2 separate regions of the Mus musculus genome follow, and region 2 is linked to region 1. A link is a contact called in public Hi-C data. All regions are on one chromosome and are shown on one strand. The core of a region is the stretch at or near the end of the contact, and the rest is flanking DNA. Distances in the headings are between cores, read along the strand shown.

Region 1 (6,675 bases), core at 1,234-3,733:
GAGAAAAGAAGTTAGGTAGGATGAAAACTTAGTTTATTCTGTGGCATTGTCACGTATCTCAAAGGTGCCATGAGTGAGAAGTTCTGGAAGGAAGCTGTATCTACGAAGGCGAATTGACTGACTAAAACCTTAGCGACTGCTGAGAGGCTGGGATGCTGCAGGTACCAAACTTAACTGCAGTTTCTTGGGGCTATCTTTAGCTTCCTAAACAGCCATTCCTTGACACCTCTGTGTCAGAGCTTATAGTCTGACAAACACAAGAATAACTGAACAAAACCCTATTCTCCACAAATGAAAGGACAAGATATACTCCTAGGAAACATCCGAGGCCTATAAGCTGAAGTTTCTCGGCCTGGCTGTAACCGGCCTGTGGTGGTTTGAATAGGAATGGCTGCCATAGACTCTTGTGTTTGTATGCTTGTCCATAAAGAGTGGCCTATTAGGGGGTGTGGCCTTGATGGAGTAGGTGTGGTCTTGTTAGCGGAAGTGTGTCACTGTGGGGGTGGGTTTTATGGTCATTTATGTTCAAGCTGTGCCCACTGTGGTATAGGCGCATAGTCCTCTGCTGCCTGCAGATTAGGATGTAGAACTCTCAGCTCCTCCAGCACAATATCTGCCTACACGCTACCATGCTTCCTGCCGTGATGATACTTAACTAAACCTCTCAAACTGTAAGCCAACCCCCATTAAGTGTCTGCTTTTATAAGAGTTGCCATGGTTCATGCTATCTCTTCACAGAAATAAAGCCCTAACTAGGACACTGCCTCTCTGATTACACCTTTGTTGTTTTGTTTTTGTTTTTTAATGCCTTGATTTTATTTTATTTTTTGTTTTTGTTTTTGATCTGGAACTTTGTTCTGTCCCAATAAAAGCACCACAAAACCTCTTCCTTGTTGGAACGGAACTTTGAGTAGCCTCAATATGCATCCCCACAGGCCATCATCACTCAGATTTGGCTCCAGAATAAATAATTTCTTATTCCCTTTGAGGTGAGAATGTCTGTGCACCAACAATGTTGATGGTGATGTTATTCACTCTCTTCCCTGTTTATTTACGAGTGAGGCCCAGCCTTGTATGAAAGACCTCTCTCGCTCGCTCAGCTATAAAAGGTCAGTGAGAACATGGATTGAGCAGTGCTACTCTCTTATGCCCCTGCATTCCTGATTCAACAGTAATACTGTAGTTTGTTGACACAAATGACTTATTTTGCTAAAACTGTTTATTTCAGTTTGGACTCTCAATTTGTAAAACACTTGGGGAATATGGCCAGAAGGGTGACTTTAAAAGACAGGAGAACATTATCAAGTGAGTTTAACATGGGCATGCAATTCAAGGTCACAACCCCCAGGCTGTCCCAGCGCTATCTCTGCTCCCTTCAGACATCCGGAACTTTTCTCTCTCTTCTTTTCCAAGGATGGCAATCCCCAGCCCCGGTCAGCTCCTTCACAGAACACAGTAACTGCCTCTTTGTTTTGCTTCAGCCTTCCTATCTTGCCCCAGGCCTCACACTCCGAACCACAGTGTGTCTGTCAAGTTAATTTTGCCCAACAAAAGGCTATTTAGGGTTTAGTAGGAAACAGAAGTAGCATTCAACTGTGAGTTTTAAGTAAGTTTCTATTTTCCCCCCCTCTTCCTGTTGGACTTTGTCATCTTACAGTTTCAAAGGCGATCTTGGGCTTTTTAGTGATTTTTTTTTTCTTTTTTGTTAACAGTGTTTCTGCTACTCTGCAGACGTTGTCAATTCCTTGCTGCAAATAGCATGTGTCTGGTTCCCTTTGTCAATGTTTGTGCAAGCCAAGAGTAGCTCTTCTGCCCACTTTGGGCACTAGGTAAATGCTGCTGAGAGCTAAGGCTCACAGAAATTCAGAGTCGACACGGAAGCGTTTCCAGGCCTCAGGTCTCCGTGTGGGAAAACAAATGAGCACAAGATCGGCTGCTGCCTTCCCATAAATGAGGGGACTCCTGGAACCCCAAGAAACCCGTTTTAATTTTTAAGCATCAGCTGCTCCACATCTCTTGCTCTAAATTTAGTGCTGTGATACTCAGTTTAAACCACCTTGTGTCCAATAATATACTTTCTGGCCTGCCCCGAGGCCCTCAGGAAGCATTTTATCTTTGATATAATTGCCAGGGTGAATCCCTAGTTATAACATACTCTATAGCATATAAAATAATTGTTGCAACTGAACCCATCTCATAAATATTAGTGATTGAAGAGACTGGTTGGGATAAATCAATGTGGGTGACACATTTAATAAACTTTGTATAAACATTGTTTGCAACAGCTATAAATAAAAATTGTCTTGGGGAATTTTACATATTGCACATCTCTCTATCCACAGAGAGGGCACTGGCTTGATTCTGCTGCAGGAATTGGCAAGCAAAGGGTTTTAAAAGCTGCCCAGATGAAGCAGCTGTGCCAAGACAGGGTAGGTGAGTACTGAGACCGGCACTCTCTTTTGACACTCTGTCTTTTGCCATGTGAACCAGGCTAGGTCCCATCTCTTTCTCTCTCTCTCTCCCTCTCTCTCTCTCTCTCTCTCTCTCTCTCCCACTCCCTCTCTCCTTTTTAAGAGAAAAGCCACACCATAAATAAAGCATGATAGAGTTGGCATTTTACATTCACACAGATTTTGGCATAAATAAATAAAAGAGATTTTGTTCAAATTCTGTCATCTTTATATGCCATTTTAAAATTATCTTTCCCTACTGGTTGATCATATTCAGTTATACTGTATGAGTCCTGCTGGCTCCCTCCAGTGGCTGACTGAGTTTTATGAAAGACAGGGGTATCTCTCAAGGCTAGGAGGCCTAGTGGTTCGACATAGAATCACTTACTGAGGAGAAAATAAGGTCAAATCTCTTCAGGAATTGAGCCTCACTTTTAACATGCCTCACCATTTAGGGGAAAATTTGATGTGTGTCTTGATTTGAATTAAGCAGCTTAGTCATAGTCTTTGATTCAAATTGGTCCATTCCACTGTCCCCATTTTATGGATGCAAAGCAAACCGCTTGGAGGCAGTAGAATAAGGGAGGATGCTGGGATGCCATGTGGTGCCTCGCATCTGACCCCTGTCTGGAATACTTCCACGATCGTCTCTCAGCCTGCAGCAGACCATTCCACGGTCTCTGACTTATTGTTCTTATACTCCAAAGGATGGCAAATCCTGGAATTACTTAGGCTCCCTTTCTAAAGAGGTCACACATAATACATTGTGTTTTCAACTTTAATCTTAACGAAATGCCACATACTCACTTAAAAATCCAGGTACGGGCTCTGTATCTTCCATTGTTTGAAATTTACAACCTTCACATTTATTTTTATTAGTAATATTTTAGTCCCTCAATATATTTCTCTGACATTAATGGAAAAAACATGGTATCTTCGGGCAGCAAAAGAATCTTTCTAAATTCCCATTGAGTTTAATCAAAGGCTCTGAGATTTAATGGCTAGAGTTCTGGCTATGTATTTCCGGTGTACTGGGTTCAAATTCCATTACATTGGGCTCTAATTAAAATTCATCTGAACTATTTTTTCATTGTGTAATTGTTTTTTAATTCTTAATGGCTCACATTAACCTCTCTTTTACCCAAGGGGGGAAAATAAGGAATTGAAATAAAAAGAACAGTTGAATTAGAGGCTGATACGATGCTTTTTAAGAAAATACCCTGAGAATTGGGTCTGCCATGCAAATGATCAAGAGGAGACTTAATTAGGGCTCAACTGCTCAGTTCATAGTTCTTGGGTTTTTATAAAAGCTAAAAGCAAAGCTAAATCGTGTGTAATTTGCCATTATTTTCCCAGATATCTCTTGCTGAAACGTTATTTTTTTCACTTTTTCTTTCTTTCTTTTTTTTTTTCCCCCTCTGATCCTGAGAGTGTGGTATCAGGCCTTGTATATACGGCTTGCCACTTGCCTGCTGTCAGAGAGAGAAGTGACAACACTTGTCACTACCAATCTCTTCATGTCTGGTCTCATCTGAGCGACACACACAGCCTGATTTCCAGGTGTTTGTTGAAATCCCGAGTTATGTAACATGTCGTCTCTGGCTCAGAATTGAAAATGGCAGTGACACAAGGGAAATGCATTTTTAACTTTCCCGGAAGTAAGTGTGTGTGTGAATGTATATGTGTGTGTGTGTGTGTGTGTGTGTGTGTGTGTGTGTGTATGCATTCGGAGCACCAGGTTAACCCATTCTGGATTACTTAAGGACAATTTTGGGATTGAACCCTGAGCCATCACAAACTTGCGGTGGAGTCTAACAGAAAGAGGTGGCCAAGCAGCACTGATGAACTTTTTTTTTTAAACAACCTTTTAAAAAGCAAGGCAACATGACTGCAGAGTTTGAGGAGGGAAGCAGTTGTAAAATGACCCTGTGAGAAAATAAGCAGAAAGCCTTGTCTCCTGTCTGTGCTTGCTGGTTTACAGAGCAAGGGAAGGCATCTGTTGCCACCCAACTGAACTGTGACATACCAGGTTTAAGCACCATGGATCTCTGACAAGAGTAGACTAAAAGCTTGCTCTTTACACACATAGGTGCACACACACAATCTTGGTCTCTTCCTGCAATTCTTTATACATTTTATGGTTTACCAATTTAGGATGGAGGTCATGCCTGTAATGTTGTTGCTAGACATAGGCCTGTTCTCTACAAGTAACCCATTGACTCTGCTTACATTTATTTTCTTTCAGTGTGTGTGATGAATATATGTATACATATTCCTTACTGTGTACATGTGTATGCTGTATGTGCATGTGTGCATGTGTACGGGCAACACACATACACACACACACACACACACACACACAGAAGCAGAAGTTGATATGTAGTTTCTTCCCCAGTCTCTCTGCACCTCATTATTTGAAGCAGGATCCCTTACTGAACCTACCACTCACTGAGTTGTTAGACTAGATGGACAACCAGCTTCAGGGGTCTTCTTACTTCTACCCTCCCCATCACTGGGGTCATTGGTGTGTGTCATCTGTACCCATGTTTTTATGTCTGTGTGGAGGACCAAATTCAGATCCTTGTGCCCACATGTTAACCATGCCCTAAGTGAGCCACATCCCTAAGTTCTACATCTTTTTCTAATACAACTTATTTTCTTAGTACAGCATAGAATGTCTTTTGCTTCCTTTAGTATCTAATCACTGACCCTTGTCATGAAGCACAGCTTCTCCCACTCTAGAGTGATTCTCAGACCACAATAGTCAGAATTTGTCTAAAAATCAAACAAGTAATGAATCAGGGATTTCTGGTAGTGCTCACCTGTGGGGGGTCATGAAAGTCCACCGCAGCCTTGCTTGCACATGCACTGTACCATGTGGTACACTCTGCACTGTTTATGTTGCTATGCCACAGACTGGTTACGAAGCATATTGGTTCACACCAAAGACTATTGTATGTTACAAATTATAATTATTTAACTGTACATGGCTCTTATAGAAACATAATGACTTAATTACAGAAAACAAAGACAGTATTTTTCTCCCATAATTCCTCAGCACTCAAATGATAAGTTAGTTCATATTTTGATTGTATAGTGTTGGGGCTTTTGACTCTTAAAAATTATCAATTTCCAGGGATTGGCTGCATACCTTTAATCCCAGCATTTGTGAATCAGGGACACATGGGTTGCTATGAGTTCTAGCCCAGCCTAATCTATGCAGTGAACTTCAGGTCCGCCAGGGCTACAACAGTGAGGTCATGTCAAAAATTACTGATTGAGATGTCATCTTACGTTTTATTAAAACAAATTATTATTGAATTTTGGTTTAGATTATGACAGGATTTTCAATGGTCTAATATGACCATTTTGTAATAATACATATTTATGCCAAGTGATGGTCTCATCACTGAAGATCATAAAATCAAAATATCAATCTACTCTGAAATGTGTTGAAGGAACTCTGTGCCCACAAATATTAACTATTATGCCAAGATTTAACTCTTTATCCAAAAAAAAAAAAAACCAAAAAAAAAACCAAAAAAAAAAAAAAAACAAGCACATCCAACTCACTAGTGTGAAATTTCATTCTACTTTTAACAAATGATAAGATTAAATGTATACTGAAAGATGGCCTAGTCAGCCATCACTGGAAAGAGAGGCCCATTGGACACTCAAACTTTATATGCCCCAGTACAGGGGAACGCCAGGGCCAAAAAAATGAGAATGGGTGGGTAGGGAAGTGGGGGGGAGGGTATGGGGGACTTTTGGGATAGCATTGGAAATGTCATTGAGAAAAATACGTAATAAATAAAAAAATGTATACTGAATAGAGTTATAAATCAAATTTATGACCAGTGACTCTGTAATTTGTATATAGTTTACATACCTAAAAAGAGATTACACGATTACACACACAAACACACACACACACACACACACACACACACACATCCTAAGGGATCATGAGTGGGAAAACTTTAAAATATCCGTACTCCAAAATGTTGCTCTAACTAAGTTTCCCACCCTGAGTTTCTGCCATTTTGAATGATCTCAGTAGCATAAAAGGTGACCAGCGATGTGTTCGCCATACCACCCGACTATTGTTACCTGCAGGTACTATAGTTATTTAACAAATGAACGATGGTCCTCAAACATCCATTTTCTGCCAACATCTAGAGTTAAGTACAGAAATTAGGCTAGTGTCGGATTGAAAGAGGTCGCC
Region 2 (6,675 bases), core at 2,377-4,876, 810 kb before region 1:
ATGTTGGTATTCATATGCATGGTTTTGCTTTGTCCTTGTGATTATACACTTTACAGGGGTGGCTCCTCTTAACCTCCAGAGAATAAATTGTCTGATGCTCTGAATAAAGTTGGCTGTCACATGAGATTTTAGTCCACCTCATTTTTAGGTTTCCCTCTCCCAAGTTTATGCCAGCAAGCAGAGGGTAAACAACTCTTTATTTTGTGTGCACAGAACCTCAGATTTTGTCAGCTTCTCTCTGGGTGGCCCAGCTGCTCCCTGCACAGGATACCAGGCCTCTTCCAGCCTCAGGGGTAAAATGTGGGTGGATTAAGTCAGTCATGGTCATTGCTTGAGGAGTAGGCTTGTCAACCAGGTCTGGCCAATAAGATGCCTGGAGAATTCTGCTAGGGGAATTTTGATGAAACATTTCCTCATGTCTAGACCAAGAAACAAGAATATTCCCCTTTCAAAAAAAATATTTCCCTTTCATCCCCTGTGGCATTAATGTGGGACTCCATGAGACATGGAGCTGTTACAAGCATCTTGTGGCCATAAGGGGAAATTCAAGGAGTCAGAAGATGGCGGTTTGGAGGGAAGAGGAATCCTTTTGAAGCAAGAAAGTGTAGGGACACCTTATCCACCTGGACTCTGCTTGAGTTGAGCTGTTCACGTTCATCTTCTTTTTCAACAAAGCACTTAGCTAACTGGCTGCACGTAGGCTCCACCCTACTCCAAACAATGCAATAGGTCACTCCTCTCTAGCAACCCCTTGGCAACTCCCACTTCTTGGTCAAACATATTCTGGAACATAGCCAGTAACTATGGGCAGTGGGTTGATCCAGTCTAGACTGGTTTGGGTACATGTCCAGTAAGGCAAACTGTGTCCTCAAAATTAATTATTGTTTTTTTTTTTTTTTTTTTTTTTTTTTTTTTTTTTTTTTGCAGGTGGAAATTCTCTAATTGCAATCTTAGGCCTAGGCATGATTGGACGGGCATTTGATTAACGCCAGATCAAGGGAAAGGACATGTGGAATAAACTAAGGCTTATATGACCTAAGCCTGTCAATCAAAACAGAAAACCACCCACACTCTACAATCTAGCAACCAACTCCTCCTCCTCATTGATTTATAGAAGGAAGCCTTGGCAGTTCCTTGTGCAGGTGACCGCTCTAGTGAAGGGAGCCACCACTCCTTGTATCTGTCCTGTGCTTTCATATTCTTTGACCACAATCTTTTGCTATGTTATTGATTGTGCTTTTTCAAATATTTGAGAAGATGTCAAGAGACCCCATCAACACCCTTTAGGCTGCTTTAGTTCACATGTTCACACAGCAGATTATCTTGGCTTTAGCAAAGGGGAAAGTAGAGTTGGCCAAGCCCGAATGACTTTCCCAGAATGTTGGCCAATGAGGTAGAGGTTAGGTTATCTTACTCCTGTCTCTCCTTCTCTCACACTGTTCTGGGGAGCAGGTGGGCTTCTTTTTAACCTCCAAATAATTAATTGAGGATGGGGGAGTGGGGGTAGCTATGTGGGAAACTTCTAAGATCACACTCAACATTAAGGTGGGTTTTGAATGACACAACTTCATGTGTGACTGAAGTGAGAGTGCCTCACCTTCCCCTACCTAGGTAGTACTTTAGGTTCCTTCTGGATTAACAATCCTGTGACAGAAGTGGTGCGTTCCAGTCCTGAGCAATAAAAATCCCAAGATTTAACAGTGTAGAAGACCATCCAAGCACCTGTATGTGGCTGCAGTCTCATCTGCAGTGGAGACCAGGGTAGGGTGCAGACAGCAACCCCCTATCCCACACCCCATCATTGGTAGGATTTGGCTCATTGTAGGCCATAAACTGGGGCTTCAGTTTCCCACTGGCTGTACCATGGGTTCTTGCCTCCTGGGCTCCCTTCCAGGGCTGCTCTCCACACTGAAGCTAGCAAGCCTGAGGGGCCTCCAGGAACAAAGTGAAGTGTTTCTGTAGGCCATGGAGGGGACAACCATGATGCTGCTGTGCTGTGCTCACTAAAGTAATATCAGGCAGCTCAGTGCCACTGTAGGGGAGAAAGCTGTCCAGAGTTAACCCTCCAGAGTCACGGGTCAGAAGGCTTCCTGCCCATCACAAAGACAAATGAAAAAGCACACAAAATAACTTACCATGCTACCATTTCTGAAATTGGTTGGGTTCATTATTTTGCCTCAAAAAATTGTGAAATCTCTTTTCTGAGCTGTTTCCTGTCTTTGTGGACTTAGGCCCACAGAGTGTCTGTAGGTATGTTATGTCTGCTTTTCCCATTGGAAGATTAAGCATGTGTCCCTACTGTTGCTACTAATCACAATTAATTATGATTCATAACAATGGTATTAGAAAGGATTCCCCCAGTGCAGGGACTGCCACTAATGTGGCTTTCCCATCCTTACCTTTCTTCTTTTCCTAAATCCAGGTCACGAGTTTGTGTGTGTGTGTGTGTGTGTGTGTGTGTGTGAGAGAGAGAGAGAGAGAGAGACACTCAGTACTAGCCCAGTTTCCATGCTGCCTTGGTTTCCCTCTCATGCAGGATGTCATTCATAGATAGACAGATTTCCTCTGGGCTTTGGCTTATTCAAGGGAACACCCAAAAGGAAGAGAACGACGAGGCAGAGCCTCCACTGTTTGGCCGTTCCTTAGAAACCAGATGCAGCCGTGGTGCAGAAAAAAAAAGGAGATTGGGCTGCAGAGAAGAGAAAAGAGGAAAGGAGTTGATGTGACTCAAAGGGGCCGAATAGTTGTGGGGGTGTCACTAGCCTACCAGAGTGGCTAAGACACGACAAGAGAACCGGACTTTTAATAAAGGGAGGCAGATTAAATTAGTCATGACAGGAAAATGAGCAAGAAATGCTTTCACATTGTTATTTAATAAGAAAAATGTGTAATTAACTGATAAAAATAGTTTTTGCAAGAAGCAGGCAGTTAAATAGTTTATAAAGCCAGCCAGGCCCGACGCTGAGTGTCCCTGACTGTTAGCAATCAGAATGCTTTTTATATGGTGTCTTTCTTTGGAAACGCACAAACCCTCTCACCACAGACATTACCTCATTTGCTTCACAGCCTAATGAGTGCTTTATGGCTGAGAAATGGAGGAGGAAGGAGGGACTCTGGAGAGATAAACTGAGGCTCAGGGAGAGACACCTGACCATGGCCTTAAAGGCCAGCTATGGGGAATAGCCCTCGGTCTCTCCTCTCCCTGCTCCATCTTATTTTCTGCATTAGCTGATGGCTTTGAATTAAACAATTGCTTCTCTCTTTCCAAAGCCGAACGGAGAAACCTGGGCTGTGTATTCTGGCCGATATGATCCCAGCCTTCCGAATGGGAGGTGGGGGTGGGAAGAGATCCTGGCATTTGCCATCTGCTAAGCCTGTCTTTAATCCTCAGCAAAGTAATGGAATGGAGATGAAGGAAAAAAAATGTGCAGGAATCAGGAGCATAATGCCACCATGAGCAAGCAGCTGTCTGGATTTTTAAAGAGCAAATTCCATGAGACAAATTTAATTGCATTTTTTAATAGAATTAAAAAAAAAAACCCACCCTCTACCACATTAGTGGGTGAAGGCAGTGAAATGGATGCATCCAGAAATCTCACTTGAAAGATGAATTCAACCGAGCGGATTCTGAGCTCCGCTTCCCGGATGGAAACCTGGCTGGAAAAGCCACGTGAGCAGCCGGTGGGCGGCTGTGCACTGGCTGGGAGACGGTGGCCAGCAGTGGAGTGCTGCTGGCAGGCTCTGAGATGGGCCTGGATCGACAGTGCATCCTTATTAATGACTTGCAGGAGGTGATGAGCAGAACATTAATTAAACGTGCACATGTGGCCAAGTGGGAAATTGGCGACGAGAACAGCAGAGGCAGGCACATAATATCCAGGTACTTGGTTTTCAGCTCTGCTGTGAGAGGTGGTTTGACTTATCCCCCCCCCCCCCCTTAGCCCCCTGCTGTCTCCTTGCTGTTTTGGGCTCCAACAAGATTTTCACTTGGTGCAACAGGGGCTGTATCTTTAGAGCAGGCTCATAAATCCCCCTCCCTCAGCCAAACACCACGGTGTGTCCAAGTTGCCACTTCTAGCCTGATGCACTGAAAAAGGAACCCTGCAAAAATGAATATCGATGTAGCGGAATAAAGAAGCATCCAGGAGGCCGGTTCACAAACACCCTGCCCTGCTTCACGGCCTGTTTGTACCAGCACAGGGCTGAATAATCAGGAAATGCAGGCATTAGGAGTTGGTGAAGCCCTTGTGTCTAGCTGATGCCCTCTGAAATGGGTCATTTGACCTCGAGATCCATGGAGGCATTTGTAAGTTAGATAGTGTCCCCAAATCCCAAAGGAAATCATGTGGCTCAGTGAAGTCTGATCTTAACACCGTTTCACCTTCAGTGTCCCACTCTCTTCTTAAAAGTTCATTCTGGATCATGCCAGTAGGTGGCCGGTAGAGTTGTCACAACCAGGTCTTGGCACTATCTTTATTAGAACTAATATTTATTTGACAATGGCTCTGTTGCCAAGAACGAAAGAATGGCCTGGGGAGAAGGCGAGTAAGTGGCGTTTGTTCTGAGAGGCTAGATTATCTTTTGTGTTTTATTTGATTTGGGAACCATTAGCCAAATTCTGGGTAGACAGAGAGAGCTTTGTAATGGGAAGGATGACACTAATTAACCCTATGGCAACCTGAAATTTTGCTATTAAGGTGGGTGTGTAAGTGTTTAAGAAGGGACACACACACACACACACACACACACACCCCAGATAACAATACTTTTAATCTCCCGTATTCATGGATGGTCATGGGTTGTAATTAAGCGATTGAACTCATATGGACTATTTCGAAGGTAAGAATTATTATTACATTCCTCTCTTAATAAGTGAAAAAAAGCGGTTGAGGTTGGTGCACAGCCTTTCCGAGTACAGAGTAAACTTGGGAAACAAGACCTATATAGAAGGCTAAGCTGCCTTGAGCCATAGCTCTCTAGCCTAGCATCATGACCATAACCCAACCTTGACCCAAGGTCACTTTGGGAATGGATGCTTAGAATACCTGAGTTAGAACCCATGGACAGATGCTAAAATGAGTTCTTTAATGACCTGTTTCCTATCTTCACATTAGGGGCTGAGGCAAGGCCCTGGGGGCAGCTCAAAGCATGTTTTCTGTTCTTACAAGCGACTTGGCTTTGGCTCCAGTTATGCATAATTCAACCCGAAAGCGTAAGTTATGATTTGGCTGGGTGGCACCTCTAACAAGGCACTTGAGTGACCCTCTCTGTTCTGTTAGCATGGATCCCAGCCCTCTGGCAGCTTGCTGAGTCATTTCTTCCACACTACCTAAGAGTTCTTTTGATGTATTCAGTTTTTTCCCCCCTCAAAACAGTTCCATACCTAGGAATGATTTTGAAGGTACACATGTCGTTCTAGCACCATTTATGGATGGATGCTCCAGGTTGCTATTATTCTGACCCTGAGGAAGTCATCTATCTACCCCCTTGGCTGGGATGGCAGGAATCAGCTGTTCTAGGATTGGACTGGCAGAGCATGCATTTCAAATCAGGGCAAAGAAAAGCTTTTCTTGGATGTTTAAGGATCTATACCATGGGAAAATAACCATTATATTTAGCAATGACTATATCTTTCAGTAGCATTCCTAAAATGTAACCCACGCCCTGAGAGTATGTAATGGTGAAAGGTGACAATAGCCGACACGGTGACAATGTAAAATTGTGATATTTCTGTTAAGGCAGACGGACAGTCACGTTAGAGAGAAGAGCTAATCACTCCAAACATACGCTTTCGGTCAGTCTAATCTTGGTTACCTTTACGGTTTACTCGTAGTTAGGAAGATGCAGCACAGTTACCACGTGATCTAAGCTTACCCACGTGATCAAAGTTACCTACGTGATTAAAGTTACCCACGTGACTTCTAAGATTGGCCAGAGGAGGCCAGAGAGCTTCCCACGGGCTCTCCAGTGTTCCTTCTTCTGGGTGGGATTAGTTACTTATGCTATCCGACTCCCCTGAGATACCTGCAGGAGAGGTGAGGTGCTGGGGCTCTGGTCAGTAGAACCAACAGAGACCAGCCCACTTGCCAATCTTAACATGGTTCTGGATATGAGAGTGAATATGTCTTGAAGCAAAATGTCCAGACTACCAAGCACCGCTGTGGAAGCCCAGTGGGTGTCACACTCAGTGAGCCACACAGATGAGCCCCGCCTGAGTTCTCGACGTGTGAGATTCACAAAATAGAATTAATGATGCTTATTTTTGAACTTTTAAATATTCTAGGGTATTTTGTTAGACTAGAGAATGGAACGTTTCTAACAACCCAAATTCAATTTTATTCCAGTCCTGTACACCATTGAGAAGACAAAAATTAAAAATCGAAGATATTTGACCCTGTATTCGGGAGCAAGCCAACTTGACAGGCCTTATCATTGGCTCCATATCAACATGCTCAGCTAGGAAACAGGGTCAGCCAATATGTGGTTCCTAGCTTGCTTTCTAGTCGGTGGAACTGATACAGCACCAATAACTCTGCCTGAGCTATGGTAACACTTGATGAAAATTTCTTCTGCCCTGTAGTAACATCCGCACAAATTATTCAGATATAAAATACATCGTGATCAAAATTACCAGCCTCAGAGTCGTGTAGATCCAATGGCTAGGAAACAGTTGGG

The links. A called contact is a pair of places that touch in the nucleus more often than the background predicts.
Region 2: a Hi-C map of cortical neurons shows a contact between it and region 1, with 2.5 times the contacts expected there. The contact joins two enhancer-like sites. A contact is called at or near these places in 2 of 484 Hi-C or Micro-C datasets (cerebral cortex and cortical neurons).

The regions. Positions count from the first base shown.
Region 1 is chr3:143,504,574-143,511,248 of GRCm38.p6, reverse strand. No RefSeq gene overlaps it. Among named protein-coding and RNA genes, the nearest start is that of Gm33604, 12 kb to the right of the region's middle. Within about 2 kb of position 2,483, at least 16 of the 459 cell types and tissues checked have an H3K27ac peak or open chromatin away from gene starts, as enhancers often do. A contact at or near this core is called in cortical neurons, where this site is marked.
Region 2 is chr3:144,315,997-144,322,671 of GRCm38.p6, reverse strand. No RefSeq gene overlaps it. Among named protein-coding and RNA genes, the nearest start is that of Gm34434, 63 kb to the left of the region's middle. Within about 2 kb of position 3,626, at least 42 of the 459 cell types and tissues checked have an H3K27ac peak or open chromatin away from gene starts, as enhancers often do. A contact at or near this core is called in cortical neurons, where this site is marked.